Regions from separate parts of the Triticum aestivum genome. Here region 2 is linked to region 1. A link is a contact called in public Hi-C data. All regions are on one chromosome and are shown on one strand. The core of a region is the stretch at or near the end of the contact, and the rest is flanking DNA. Distances in the headings are between cores, read along the strand shown.

Region 1 (3,630 bases), core at 1,000-3,499:
GATGGAGGCGGTCCCCGAGGTGCCCCTTTCCCCCGGAGGACGTCGATGCGGTTGTCTTCCTTCCGCTAGGTCTCCGGGTGAAAACACTTGTCCGTCTTGGACTCGACCGTGGCGACACTTTGCGATGTTACCTTCTTGGGGGCATGATTGTGGAGCTCAGGTGACCTAGGTGTGGCATGTCGTTGCCTTCTAGACCATCTATATTTTTGTTCGGCCCTTAATCATGTTGTTTTTGTGCACTGGTGCATTTTTCCGATGTGATTTCTGTTGTCCGTTTATATTATGATCCTCTTTGTAAAATGGCTTCCTCATTACCTTTTACCGTACATGTATTGTGTTTTGTGTTTAGCGAGGTGAAAACTTGTTTCGACAAATGCAAGTTGAGGAAGCATAGATGCAATTTACTCCCAAAAGAAATACTCACTTGAGGACTGGACTCATGAAATCTCTAAACTGTAATACAGTTTCTAATAAATGCAAGAACATGGAAATAAGAGCGTTATTTATTTATTTTTGGAAATAAGTCCCTTGGCTGCACCAGGACAGAAGCGTGTCGTAGCACCTAGGCATCGACGTGGCGAGCTATTGTGCATGCATATTCATCTCAACAAGCGACAAACATGCCTCATTTGATGCGGTGTTTCATAAAGTTTGTAAAGGTTTGATGGTCACCTTCAAAATCAACTTTGAGTGATTTGAAGCTCATCCATTGAGGGCGACTCAAAGGAAGATCGGTGTGAGCCATTTGGTGGCGCTCCGGAGTTTTGGCTTTGGCACCTCTTCAACGAAGATTAGCAGTCCCACAAAGAGTATGAGCTTTAGGATACATCCTCGTCTCCGACTCACTTGTGGTTCATCCATTTCATACCTTTTACTCTTGTGTTGCTTGTTTGTATGCTTGATTCTAGCTTACCTTGTTGCTTGGTTGCTTGTTATATTGGTTGGTCTCACCTAATGTCATATCTAGAGAACCTATTCCGCACCTTGCTTAATAAGTATTGATAATTAAGTTAAAATTTGTAGTCGCCTATTCACGCCCTCTCCTCTAGTCGACCTACTTAATCCTTTCATATTCTCTTCAACCGACCGATTAGTGTGTTGTGTCAACCGCTTCGAGAGGCCACCACGTGTGTTGGGGTCTCCATGTCGTTCTCTCCCCTTCCCATAAACTTTATCGTCCCGAGCCATCTCGTCCAATCGTTTCTTCTCGAGCGATTCACTCGCCCTTCTCTTCCCTCTGCAAGTTATGACCGCTATCTCCTTCCACTCGCATGGTTCCTATCTTCTCCATGACTGGTTGTTGCCCGCAGCTGCAACCAAAGGTGAGCTACATGTATCAGCCACCATCGCAGATGCACTAGTGCTGCAAGACTGGATCCGATGCCGCGAGGGCCGACTGTCGTGCGTCATCGGTGCGCTGCGTGGTGACCGCTTGGGGCTTGAAGCCCGATGATGGCTGATGCTTCTACGAGCTGGGACGAAGCCACATTTTTGTTGTTGTAGAAACATCATCGAGGTTGCGGTGGGGTTTTGCAACATCGTCTTTGTTGCCGAGGCATTGATGATGCAGGTCACGGATTGCAAAAAATATCATCGATGTTGCGAACCGGCGATGTTGGCAGTCACGGGGGGGGGGGGGGGGGGCACTTGCAATGTCTCCCATGTTTCAAGAACACCGTGCATGTTGTGCAACGGCGATGTTGGAGATCATCGTGATGCACGAGGAGGGAAGGGGGCGGTTCCAACATTGCCCATGTTTTGGATGATTGCACAAGGAGGGAAGCGAGCGGTTCCAACATTGCCCATGTTTGGAAGCATCATCGCCCATGTTTTGAAAACACCGTGATGTTGCGGAACGACGATGTTGGAGGTCGTTGTGTGTGTGTGGGGGGGGGGGGGGGGGGGGGGGGGGAGGGACTGCAACATTGCCCATGTTTTGTTGCGGAAGTTTGATTGGGGTTGATCTGACGGTGGGGAATCTCGGGTGAAGATGATTAGTTATTCCTCGGGCGCTGATGTGACGCCACGTGTTGTTCATGTCGGCATTGGTTGTCACAGCTGCCGTGATTTCGAACAAAGCGTGTCACCGCGATAAGTTTAGTGTATCAGAATCTGTAGTGCCGAGCACGAGAACTAAAGTGAGCTTTTCTGCACAAATATAATTGATTTAACCCCGCAAACCCCAACAGAGCTGCGCGATCTCCGCGGATCAGCGCGCGGCCCATCAGCATCATCGAATGCAAAAGACGAATTGGTCTTTACGTGAGCTAATGGCGGCACATGGGGGCGCGCGGGCCCCCGGCCGCTAATCTGAGACGGCCGTCACTGCCCGGAAAGTCCGAGTTAAGCCAGTACTGAAATATTTTAGCCCCTCCATCGACAGCTCCCGCGAAGACCGCCTGTTTGATCTGTCTCAACTGTTTTTTGCTGCACCATTAAGCAAAGCATTAATATCCTAGGACCGATTTAGCTTTGGTGTGCGTGCCATGGTCCAAATTGCATACTCTCGGCGCGCGAGATGTCACCACAAATTGCAGTGCCTACGCATATGCTAATCCTAGCAACGTATACAAACATACTACTCCCTCCGTCCCAAAATTCTTTTATATTAGATTCGTCTAGATACATATGTATTTAATATTAAAACATAACTTGATATATTCGTGTTTAGACAAATCTAAGACAAAAATTTGGAAAGAAAGAAAGTACTACAAAGATGGATTTGCTACCTCTTGCGCATGGGACCACTCCGCATCCGTAGATGCGGAAGGCGGCTATTCAACACTGTCCACATGCATCCAGTCTTTCTAATTATTTTTTAGAAATTCGCAGGTTCAAATAGCCGCATACATAGTGTACTAGTGTACACACGTTCAAATAGCCGCACACGTAGTGTACTACTGTACACATGTTTACATTTTTGTCCTCTTTAACCGCCCACAGATGCGTCTTCCTTCAGCTGCTTGTGAGTTTCGATGCTGCATTTATTGATGCAACTGAATAAACTTCAAATGTGACTGGATTTTGGTCTGAAAATTTGATAGGATCATCCATGTTCTCAAATTCTAGAGCTAAGGCAGCATCCTCACCCTCATCCCTGACGATCATGTTGTGCGTGATCACATAACATGTCATCACCTTCCACAAGGTCTTCGGATCCCATTATTTAGCAGGTCCACGAACAACTACAAAACGGGCTTGCAGAACTGCAGATGCCCTCTCGACATCCTTTCTAACTGCTTCTTATCTTTGGGCAAAGTGCGATTTTTTCTGGCCAACTAGGTTAGAGATGATGTTGACAAAGGTATCCACAAAGGATAGATATAGTCAACCAGATAGTAGCCCATGTTGTACTCATGTCCATTAACAGTATAGTGGCAAGGAGGATCTTTTTTTAGTCAGCCTCGCAAACAATGGTGATCGCTGCAGCACATTGGTGTCATCGTGAGACCCGGGCATGCCAAATCCAAAGATCATGTGATGCAACTGATTTCAATAATGATGGTGGACTTCTTAACATGACCCTGATATTCCCTTTGTAAAGTCTTCGGGCAGTTCTTTCATTTTCAATGCATGCAGTCAAGAGATCCAAGCAAACCTGACCACCCTCTTACTTCTGAGATTTCCAAG
Region 2 (3,929 bases), core at 184-2,683, 300 kb after region 1:
GTAACTGGGAAGTCATCATGCTACATTTCCTAACTTCTATGTATGCAAATGAGAAACACACTGATTGGGAGAAAAAATCAAAACAAAATTATTACAGGTGATCTCATGAACCAATAACACAACACCATATTTTCTGCTAAAAAATATCAGCGTACTGAAAAGCATGGCATTGCCTGGTCCGATCTAACAGATATTACCAAAAACAAGATTCACCCCTAATTTTATATGTATCAACCTCCTGAATAAATTATCTACACCAGCAATAAATATGTGCACAATTTCAGCCTGGAGATGTATTTTAAAATTGTGTCATTCAAAGCTGAGAAGTGGATAAACCCATACAAGTCACTATCTAAGCACCATGGCAATTTTTGCAATGGTCATTGTAAAATACCAGGAAGGTGCTTAGTAAACTGGGATCGTAGGTTGACTGACTAGGATACTTTAATGCTAACTATTGTATGCTCCGTCAGTCGAACTAAACAAAATAAATCTCAAATGCACTGGCAGCCTTGCATGCACTTCATACGCAGCATAAACACTTCGGTTCTGGCAAAAACTTCACTGCTAGGAGCCTAGGACACATGACTGCTAGTAAAGCACCGAAAACCATGAACAATCTAGAGAACAGCATGTCTCAGCTCAGTACACTACTTAAAAACGTCTATGTATTAATGCCGATTCAGGTTCACCATAAAAAAATTTGCCCCTCATACACAACACATCATCAATCGGGAACAACAACACAAAGTTACTCGCAGGAAATCCAGATCCGCATTTCCCCCAATATTAATCCTCCCCATTTCGTCAGCTGCTCACTTCTCAGGCCCCCTGTGAACGCTGATCCGGCTTTGTACTAGTAGAACTAAAGTTCAAGCGAACAGGAAATCTCCATTTAAAGCAAATGGCGTTCGAGAAGACAGGAGGGGATCACCTCGTGGCCGTCGTGGCAGGCGAGGCAGCAGGCGGTGCAGACCCCGGCGACGCCGTCGGGCACGCAGGTGAGGCAGGAGAAGACGGCCTGGCGCTTGAGGTAGCCAGCGTCGTAGGTGCACTCGTTGCCGTCGTCCCCGCCCAGCACCAAATCCGCCTCCTAGGGTTTGGCAGAGAAAAAGGTGAGCACCGCCAGATCGAGCTAAAAAAACGGCGGCGAAGGGCGGGAGCGCGTGGGGTGTTGGGTTACCAGCTCCTCGGCCTCGATGCCTTCCATGTACTCGCTGATGGTGACCGTCGGCTCCACCTCGTCCTCGAAGGCGGCGTCGGTCCCGTCGCCGGCCATGGCGGGCCTAGGGTTAGGGTTTGGTGCGGGGGATTGCGGAGCGGAGGCGCTGGGCTGGCGTGCGTGCGTGCGGGCGGGCTCGCGCGATTGGGGTTTGGGGGAGAGTTTCGGGGAGAGCAGATATGGGAGGGAGGAATAATGGCGGAGGCGAGATTTTAATGCGTTTTTTCGCCTCCGCGAATCTCCGTGAGCGAGGTGAGACCGTGACGCGGATGGGGAGTGAGGACAGCGGGCGCGGCTGGTTTAGGCTAGAGGGTGGCTGAGATGTGGGGCCGGGCCACGCGTCCGGTGGGTGGGTGCGGCATGTCAGTGGGGAGATTGCACTCGCTGGATGTTTTTTTATTATTTTTATGGAATATTTCTGTTTTGTTTTTAGAGGGCGGGAGGTGCGGCTTTTGGTTTCCCGCCACATCGGCTGGGCGGCCGCGGAGCTGGCCGTCGCAGGAAGCAACGCGAACAGAGTATGTTCTCCTCCCGAAGAGAAACCATGCACGCTGCTACACGGACCTGCCTCCGTCTTTCATCACGAGACAAGACAATAATAACCAAGATCATGGTAAATCTACAAATCCCACCGGCATAATTGTACCTCTTACCAAATTATACAGTGCAGATATTTTCTAGATTTATTTCAGGTTTTTCAACACTTTTTTTTTAGAAGTCTTGGAATTACAAACACATCATTACAAAAGAAAAATACATCGAGATCCTTGGGGATACTGCAAAGACCCCCTTTTCCGGTCGGCCGCATCGATACGGTGTGTCCATGGATGAGGGTTGGGCTCGGATGCTGGGGCAGCAGCCCATTTGGTGGAAGCCGAGGTGCTCGTGGGCGGAGCACGCGGCTCGGGCGTTATCCGGTCAACATAGGCGTGTGGGCGGCATGATGGCCGGGGTGTGTCGTTCAATGGCGGTGTTGCGGTTGTCCGTAACCCATTTTGGTGATGGTGAGTGTTGGCCAGGGTGAAAACCCGCTCTGACTTGTTAGGCCGGCGGCGGCGTTTTGGCATCGTCACCTTCTTGAAGGCGTCTTTGCGGTATCTCATTTGTCGTCGTGCTGCTCCGAGGGAAACTCTAATCCTTGGATTGGGCGGTGGCGACGCTACGGTGTTGTTCCCTTCCTGAAGGTGCCGTCTTAGAGCCTATTGTTCGTCATGCACGACTTCTCATCACGATGGCTCATGGCAGGACCCGACGACTTCATAGTAGCACTTAGTGTTTCACCTGATGTTTGCTTGGAGTTTGTTGGGGTGGTGTTGCTGTTTTCAGCGTCCTTGTATCCAGTCTTGGGCGTGTTGGTGTGCTGTGTGTGTTTGTATCGACTTGTTCGGTGATGGTTGCTTTATATATAAAGCGGGAGGGGGGGGGAGGGGGAACTTTTTTCGTCAATCCGACTGGGCCCAGGAAGATCTATCGGAGACATGCCTCCACACACCCTTCATCGGCATGGTGGGACGGGGATAACACAAGGAGGACATTATTCCAAACTGGCAAACGTCACTGCCACATCGCCCTGACCAAAGACGCCCACACCGTTGTACACCAAAAACGGGCTAGAGGTTGAGCCTGTCCTCTTGCCGGCCCAACCAAGACACATAGACTAACTAAATCGACCTAAAAGAAAACGCCCACACTGTACAACGCCAAAAGTCCAAAACCAGGCTAGAGGTCGAGCCCACTGCCATCTAATACCCCATCTATAGGGACCTTCGAATGTCGTAGACACATGCAACATTGCTGGCGAGCGACATCTATCCAAAATTGTCGCCGCCACCTGCCCCGATCCTCCACAACCGTCCAACCCTGCCGCATCAAACTCCGTTGTGGACAGATCCTCCGATCTCCCCACCGTCGTCGCCGTTTCGCGGGCTTTTCCCTTTGGTGGCGGTGAGAGGGGTTGGAGAAGCCGGAGGCGGCTAGGTCTTATGTGTTCGCGAGTCATGAGAGATTGCCTCGTACGCCTCAACGCTATTATTTTAGTGGTATGGCATGTCCATCGAATACGACATGCCTAAGGCAACTCTGTCAATCTTAAGATCTTTTTCAATGTCAAACTGTGACAGAGTTTACAAAAACGTGAATATTTACAATATGAAATGTATAACGTATGAAAATATCTCACAATGATTCTAATGATGTTGATTTGTAATGTAACATTGATAAATTTTATATAAATTTGATCAAAGTTCAATAAATTTGATTTTGAAGAAATTTTAAATGCACTATAATTTGACAAAGGAGTACTTACTACAACGAGTATTTCACAACCTAAAACAAGAACCACTATTCTGATGCAAGGGAGCATGTGGCCATAGGTACTTTTTAATGGCGATGTATTCTGATGAGGCAATTCAATGGTTGAAAATGGAGCGATGTAGCCGTTTCTTATTGGTGCAATAACACAAGTAAGGGCATGTTTGGTTTGTGGACTAAGTACCACATCATCAAACTTTAGGCAATGTCAATCAGCATGTGTCCAGTTCATTGCCACAATATGGCTTGTCACACTTTTTTAGTTGTTTAAGTTTATTCCATGGGCTCAGTTTTCGCATGTATAGTTCAAAACTAGCTCCGTTCACTATTATAAGATGTTTTGGATATTTTCATATGGACATCATACAAACTGGAATGACACATTACAATGTGTCTA

The links. Hi-C and Micro-C count contacts between places; a contact is called where the count stands out from the background.
Region 2: a contact with region 1 is called in a Hi-C map of leaf, with 3 times the contacts expected there. The contact joins the promoter of LOC123147925 here to the enhancer-like site in region 1. A contact is called at or near these places in 4 of 5 Hi-C or Micro-C datasets (leaf and an unstated tissue).

What each region holds. Positions count from the first base shown.
Region 1 is chr7A:516,562,617-516,566,246 of IWGSC CS RefSeq v2.1, forward strand. No RefSeq gene overlaps it. Among protein-coding and RNA genes, the nearest start is that of LOC123147922, 110 kb to the left of the region's middle. Within about 2 kb of position 2,250, at least 1 of the 8 cell types and tissues checked has an H3K27ac peak or open chromatin away from gene starts, as enhancers often do. A contact at or near this core is called in leaf, where this site is marked.
Region 2 is chr7A:516,866,591-516,870,519 of IWGSC CS RefSeq v2.1, forward strand. It overlaps LOC123147925 (putative E3 ubiquitin-protein ligase UBR7), which reads right to left and starts at 1,434. Exons shown (of 5, transcript XM_044567251.1): 1 at 1,184-1,434; 2 at 935-1,093. The coding sequence starts at 1,279.